Regions from separate parts of the Mus musculus genome. Here region 2 is linked to region 1. The links are chromatin contacts, called in public HiChIP or PLAC-seq maps. All regions are on one chromosome and are shown on one strand. The core of a region is the stretch at or near the end of the contact, and the rest is flanking DNA. Distances in the headings are between cores, read along the strand shown.

What was found. HiChIP or PLAC-seq counts read pairs in DNA pulled down with a chosen protein or histone mark.
Region 2: an HNF4G HiChIP or PLAC-seq map of pancreatic cancer cells shows a contact between it and region 1. The contact joins the promoter of Inpp5e here to the promoter of Surf2 in region 1. A contact is called at or near these places in 23 of 39 promoter capture datasets (the 3T3-L1 cell line, the C10 cell line, the HPC-7 cell line and 13 more), 7 of 484 Hi-C or Micro-C datasets (CD4 T cells, the G1E-ER4 cell line, the HPC-7 cell line and 2 more), 12 of 115 datasets of contacts at active chromatin or transcription factors (astrocytes, bone marrow-derived macrophages, embryonic forebrain and 8 more) and 4 of 9 other capture datasets (adipose tissue, embryonic stem cells, liver and 1 more).

What each region holds. Positions count from the first base shown.
Region 1 is chr2:26,914,488-26,917,929 of GRCm38.p6, reverse strand. Surf2 (surfeit gene 2) reads right to left here and starts at 1,522. Exons shown (of 6, transcript NM_013678.3): 1 at 1,427-1,522; 2 at 1,071-1,225; 3 at 399-502. The coding sequence starts at 1,504. Surf1 (surfeit gene 1) reads left to right here and starts at 1,400. Exons shown (of 9, transcript NM_013677.2): 1 at 1,400-1,673; 2 at 1,924-1,975; 3 at 2,201-2,334; 4 at 2,416-2,498; 5 at 3,035-3,223. The coding sequence starts at 1,599.
Region 2 is chr2:26,407,652-26,411,093 of GRCm38.p6, reverse strand. It overlaps Inpp5e (inositol polyphosphate-5-phosphatase E), which reads left to right and starts at 1,875. Exons shown (of 10, transcript NM_033134.3): 1 at 1,875-3,327. The coding sequence starts at 2,507. Sec16a (SEC16 homolog A, endoplasmic reticulum export factor) reads left to right here. Exons shown (of 30, transcript NM_153125.2): 30 at 141-1,663. The coding sequence ends at 209.

The sequences.
Region 1 (3,442 bases), core at 273-2,772:
AACAATACTGGAGGCTGTCTGCAAGTCCCCTTTCCTGCTCAAGCCACCAACCCCTTAGCTGCAAGACCCCTCACCCTCTGGAGCCTGCAGGACTGTTTGCACCAATCCTGCTCCTGAGAACAGTCTTCAAGGCTCTCCTGCAGTATCAGATGACTATGGACCTGTCCTATAACTAGAATACTGCAGCCTCAGCCTGGGAGCTACCCTAGGATTGTCCCTGCTATGGAATATCAGACCTCCACCGCACTCCTTCCCACCTACTTCTGGCTTTGCCTTCTCACTGTGCAAGATCAGGCAAGTGCATCAATAAAGGATCAGTGATGGCCAAGGCACCTTTCTGGCTTTTTGGGGGCAGGGAGCATGCATCCAAAGGCCTGAGCTTCTGGGGGGTGACTTACATTGATGAAGTGCTCTCTGATACCTCCGGCCCTGGGTGTGCCTCAGCACGTGTTCTGGGGACTTATTGATGTGCCTCAGGGTGAGTTTGCAGAACAGTTGGTGCCTAAAAGGCAAACAGGTGGGTATGGAGGGGCAGTGCACACCAAGGGCCCAGTCTTGTGGGCTCCACCATGGCTGCATGCTGCAAACAAATGATCCATCTGCTGGGATGCTCTGCATTTAGTCTCAGTGTCTGGATTTTGAAAAAGGCATGGTGGACTTTAATTCCAGCACTCAGGTGGCAGAGGCAGAGGGGCAGAGTCAGAGGCAGGCTTTAAGGTCAGTCTGGCCTACATAGTGAGTTCCAGGCCAACCCAGCTACACAGGCTTACAAACAATTCCACTCAGTATCTGGGATCAAGGACCCAGATTGTTACCCAAGAAATTGCAGTTTCACACTGCATGCTTGGCGGTCAGACAGCTCAGGGAGTGCTATATGAGGATATATCAACCACACAACCATAGACAGGATCCCCAAACAGTGAAACTGGCACTGCCCAGCCTGGCTTCAGGGAACTACATGCAAGGGCCACAAGCACTGTCCTGATAAGTGTCACAGTGGGAGGCTCCTACAAGCTCAGAACAGGGGGCACAGGCTCTGCTCCTAGGCGCTGGCCGGCCAAACTACGTACCGATTCTTTGTGCTGGGCACAATGTGTGGCTCGAAAGCTGCGTAATCGAAGTTAGAGAAGGAACTTGACAGCCGTTGGTACTTCTTGCCGCGGGTGTATTCCTGGAGCTCGGGCAGACGGCAGGGCAGCTCATGGCCAGTTAGGGAGCAGCGAACCTGCGGATGAGCATCTGGTCAGAAGGTGGTTCTTGCCAGCTCCGCCCCTTCCCTGCACTGTCCTCCCAGGTCCCACGCTTTCCAGGCACAATACTCCCGGGTCCCCCTCCTTTCTGGCCACTGTCGGTCCTCCGAGGTTCCGCTCCTCCCAGATCCCGTTCCTTCCTGGCCCTACTCTTCCGGTCACGGTTCTCTTCCGACCTTGCGGGTGTTGGGCAGTAGTCTCAAGCTGGGGTGCTGGCGCAAGAATGCAAGCACATCAGAGGGTGGTTCGTCCATGATCGGAGATGCCCATCTGACGCCGCAGCCACCACGTGAGACAGAGCGCCGTCCCGGAAGGAAGCAGATTTCTCGGTCCCGGAAGTGCTCAAAGATGGCTGCTGTGATGGCTTTGGCTGTGCTGCCGCGACGGATGACGCGGTGGTCGCAATGGGCCTACGCGGGACGGGTAAGCGGGGGTTCAGAGAGGATCCTGCTCAAGAAGAGGGATCTGGAGGGCCGGGCCCGGAGTGGAGTGGGGCCGAGGAGGACCCTGCCCAAGAGAACTTAGCCCTGGGTGGAGCGGTGCCAGGGAGGACCCTGCCCAAGAAGACTTAGCTCGAAGTTGTGTGGGGCTGGGTTGGACCGTGTCAGGTGCTTGCACTTGGCAGGCGTGGGGTTCCCTGGATTTAGCCCCTCGGCCTGTCTGGTCCCCGCAGGCCCAGTTCTGCGCTGTCAGGAGGAGCGTCTTTGGGTTTTCTGTCCGCTCAGGTGAGAAGGGCTCAGACCTGGGTGCGGTTGATGCACCTTTCTTTTCAGCCCACAGTGGTTTACTGCGTGTATTGTACTGGGAGAGGGTTGGGCACATGTGCTGTTAATTGCCACCTTTGCCATACATTCTCTGGGGTATAATCGGGCCTCTCGAGGAATTGGCCATCCAGTTCTGTTTGTTCTAGGGCTTCTGACCCCATGCCAGTGTTGTAAAACTTCCTCCAGGGATGGTCTGTAGGCCACGCAGGTGTTGCAGTTCTACTGCTGAAACAGCCGCCGCTAAAGCAGAGGACGATTCTTTTCTCCAGTGGTTCCTGCTTTTAATCCCTGCTACTGCTTTTGGCCTGGGGACTTGGCAGGTGAAGATGGGGGTCGAATTTGGGTGGCTCCGAGGCTCGGACTCCACTGATACCTTAGCTTAGCTCATGCTGTTTCTATAGGTCCAACGTCGGAAATGGAAGCTGAAACTTATTGCAGAATTAGAGTCTCGAGTCATGGCTGAGCCCATCCCTCTACCAGCAGAGTGAGTGTGGCTGCCCACTTTATTCATTCCACTTACAGGGCGGCAGTGGGGCCCTTGCTTCTGTTTGGTGTAATTTGCTGTCCTTTGGCGAGAACCCTGTTTCCCGATAAACTGCCTGCTGACTGCCTTTATGAAATTGGACACAGAACATAAATAGAAAAGATTTATTTTCGGTGTCAGATTTCCCTTTTCAGGTCTCAAGGGATCCTCCAAAGTGGTGACAGTTCATTGTGGCCCTGGTGGGTGGTGGTCTTTAAAGTTTATTGTATTGCCCTCTTGAATTTTAAAGTTTTGTCCTTCAGGGTTGGGAACAAGTGGAGTTTGGACTCACATTTTGTTAATGTATATACAGTAGCCATACAGAAACCCACACTTTCCTTGAAAACCTGGGCTCTGGTTATCACCATCTTCTATTACTATTTGGCATCAAAGGTTGCTATGGAGGACATAACCTGTCTGATGATCCTCACTGAGCCTTTCTGCTTAAAGGATTGACAAGCCTGGCTTACTCACAGCCCTTCCTTTTCTCCTTATAGCCCAATGGAACTGAAAAATTTGGAGTACAGGCCAGTGAAGGTCAGGGGCCACTTTGACCACTCTAAAGAGTTGTACATAATGCCTCGGACCATGGTGGATCCTGTCCGAGAGGCGCGAGATGCTGGCAGACTATCCTCAACTGAAAGTGGGGCCCATGTAGTTACTCCTTTCCATTGCTCTGACTTGGGGTGAGTAGTGCATGGCTGAGCCTCATTGTGCTCAGTCAACCTTAAGACCCTAGGGAATTTATGAGAGCCAACACTGCCTGATAATTTCCAACATCTCCAACATTAAGCAACTTTTTAAAAAGATTTTATTTATGAGTACACTTTGTAGCTGTCTTCAGACACACCAGAAGAGGGCATCGGATTCCACTACAGATGGTTGTGGGCCACCACGTGGTTGCT
Region 2 (3,442 bases), core at 626-3,125, 510 kb after region 1:
ACAGAAGGTCTTGCTTACACTTGAAGCTAACACAGAGTCTGCCCATTTGTTATTGATCTGTGGGGTTATCCTGTAGCTCCATCGCTGGACAGCCTCTGGGCATGGACACATGTAGGTCATTGCTGTTCCTTTTGTTCTAGGCTTCTGTCACCTCGGGAAATTCAAGGCCAGGGAGGATTGGCCAAAGAAAATATGCGGCATTGAACTAGGATTGCTGCTGGATTCTTATTTGGAACCCTGAGATGATTAGATAACTGTTCTTCACCAAGAACCAACTAGCTGCCTCAGGTCTCGTGGATCCCAGATGGACATGGCAGTAACTCAGAGCCGGTCATACTGTGTGTCTCCTTCCTTGCAGCCTATGTATATGAATGATTGAAAAATTGATTTCAAGGTTCCTTTCAAATGCTGGATAGAATGAATCTAATTCAAAGTCTTTTATGTAAAAGAACAATGTTTCTTTTTTAGTCACTTTAGACAAATTAAGGTTTGAGCCACTTGAGAATATCCCCGCAGAGAGGCTAGGCAGGGATTCACTACAGGAGAGCACAGTTACTTGGACACCAAGGCCTTTCTCACCTGAGAAATGGTGCAAACCAACCAGGGATCCTTAGGCTACTGAGAAGGCTGTCTGCTTACCTGGAGAGGACTGACTGCTGGGATGTCTGGCCTAAGAGGAGCCTCAAACTGCACTGGGCAACTGTGCCTTGTCCTGTGAACTGGGGAGTACATGCCAGCTCCTCAAAGGGTCACCAGATGGCAGCGGCTCCCAGGCTGGGGAGGAAGTGGTTACAAGGGCATGTCTCTCCAACATTTCCAGCCTCACTCCATTTTCTGTGGCCTCATTAGTGCTGGGTGCGTTTTTTTTTTGCTCCGAGCTTTCCGTCATGGCTCAGTCACTGGGGAGAGCCCCAGGGAGCTGATATTCTGAAGCTGCTGATCTGATTAACCAGGTCAAAAACTGGCTGTGTGCTGCAACGTACTGCCCTCCTAGCCAGGAGTCTGTATGGAGCCCTCTAGCTGACTCAATGTCACCTGCAGACAGCACTTAAAGCCTTGGTGGTATCTTGGAGTGGCTTACGGTGTCCTAGCGCACACTCTGGAACCTTGCATCTCTACCCCAAAGCCCACCAGGGACCTTCAGCAGCGACTCACTGGCTCACCCATATCACTTCAAGGAGCTGCCACCACATAAGAGTCAAAGCTTTAAGGCTTCACTGACTGTTCCTAAAACTATCCTTACACTCTAAAGAGGAAGGGAAAGAGAGTTAAATATTTAAAAATCAGCAGGTAGAAAACATAAATGGTTTGTTTGGTATTAAATTTAGAAATTGTAGAACATGGAATTAGTACAGCCCTTCCCGGTTTTCTGGTTCCTTGCATCATCTAGGAAAGACTCACAGAATGGCTTCCAGGACGTTCCATAGATGAGTGTACTTGGACCCTCCTGTTCCTGTCATTAAGAAAGGCCTGTCCCTGTGGGTCAGTAGCAACTTGTGTCCTTGCTGGGACCAGGCAGGACCCTTGCCTCTGGTTCAACCCTGCCCAGGCTCTGTGTTGACTGCCAACCACTTTGGATTCAAGAAGCTTCCTCCCTGGGAGCTGCTATTTTTCCAAAATTCACATTGTTAAATAAAATATTTTGGGCTCTCAAGTAACTTAATTTATGGCTTCCTTTGTGTTTTGAGGGGCAGACCAGCGAGATCTTTAGTGTTGGTAGAGCCTTGGGCAGCTATTGGGTGTGACTGCCTGTGCCTGGTCCTGCCGCGGCTTGGCAGGGCGGGAGCTCGTGTCGGGCGTGGCTTCCAGGCACCGGGCTGTGGTCCTCCGGCCGCGAGAGGGCGCTGTGGCGGCGATAGGGTCTTGGGCCGGGCAGTTCTCCGGAAGACTACAGAACGGAACCTGAGCCAGGGTGACCACTAGACTGAGCTGGGGCGAACCCTGGGCGGGGGCGGGGGCCGAGGCACGGGGCCGCAGTCGTTGTTCCAGCTGCCACCGTGACTGGCCTAGGTCCGCCTCCGCCAGCGCTGGGCCCGGCTGAATCAGACCTCGGGCGTCCGGCGGCGGGTCTGCTGCCGAACGGAGGGCGCAGGTGAGCCTAGGACGCTGAGCGCGCTGCCCTACTCTGCCTCGGCGGGGTGGAGGGCTGGCCGGGGGTGCTGGACAGACTTGTGCAGCTCCGTGAAGTGCAGCCCCGACCCCCTGGCGCCTGTTCTCACGAAGTCGCTTTTAAGACTAGCGAGCTGACTTCGGGGAGCCAAGAGATTTTTCTGCGTTTCCTCAGGCATCGGTGAGAACTCTCAAGTCTCCAGCCATGCAGCTACAGGCCCTCCTCCAAAAGGACCGCCCCATGCCACAAAGGGAGCCACTCGAGTTTTCATGGCATCGAGCTGGCGAACTCTGACGTGCATCCTTGACAACAAGAGTTGCTTGTTAACCTCCCAGGGAGGATCCCTTTCCTTAGGAGGGCCAGGCTGAGGGGGTCAGGGCTGGCCAGGTCTGGACTATGCCATCCAAGTCAGCTTGCCTGCGTCACACTGAGGCACCTGGGCAGCTAGAAGGCAGAATGCTCCAGGGACAGCCTCCGAACACGGAAAAGAAGCTCATCCCAACACCAGGCTTCTTACCAGCCTCTGACTCTCAGGGTTCAGAGACAAACCCCATGCCTCCTTTCAGCATTCCAGCAAAAACAAGCAACCAGAACCCACAAACTAAGGCAAATCTCATCACCCCACAGCCACCCATTAGACCCAAGTTGGAGCGAACCCTGTCCCTCGATGACAAGGGCTGGAGAAGGAGGCGTTTCCGGGGTAGTCAGGAGGATCTGACTGTCCAGAATGGGGCCAGTCCCTGCAGGGGCTCCTTGCAAGACTCAGTAGCCCAGTCCCCTGCCTACAGCCGTCCCCTGCCCTGCCTCAGCACATCCTTGCAGGAGATACCTAAGTCCCGAAGGGCCACAGGCAGTGAGGGAGGGAGCCCATCCTTGTGGAGTGACTGTCTTTCTGGAATGATCAGCACCTCCTTGGACCTCCTGCACAGAGATGCTGCCTCAGGTGGGCCCCCCTCCAGGTTGGCAAGTTTGCATGCCTCACACACACCACCAGCTATGGACCTCAGCATAGCCTCCAGCTCCCTGAGAACAGCAAACAAGGTTGACCCCGAGCACACGGACTACAAGCTCCGCATGCAGACCAGACTGGTCAGGGCCCACAGCAACCTGGGCCCTAGCAGACCCCGGAGCCCCTTGGCTGGTGACGATCACTCCATTCACTCAGCCAGATCTTTCAGCCTTCTGGCCCCCATCCGCACCAAGGACATCAGAAGCAGGTAGGGCTTTCAGGGGGGAGGGGGAGGGAGCTCTGGGGCTGTCATCAGAGGCCCTCATCTCATCAGGCCAAGAGCAAACTGAGCCAGGCATGGTGGCTCTTGCTAGTAATCCCAG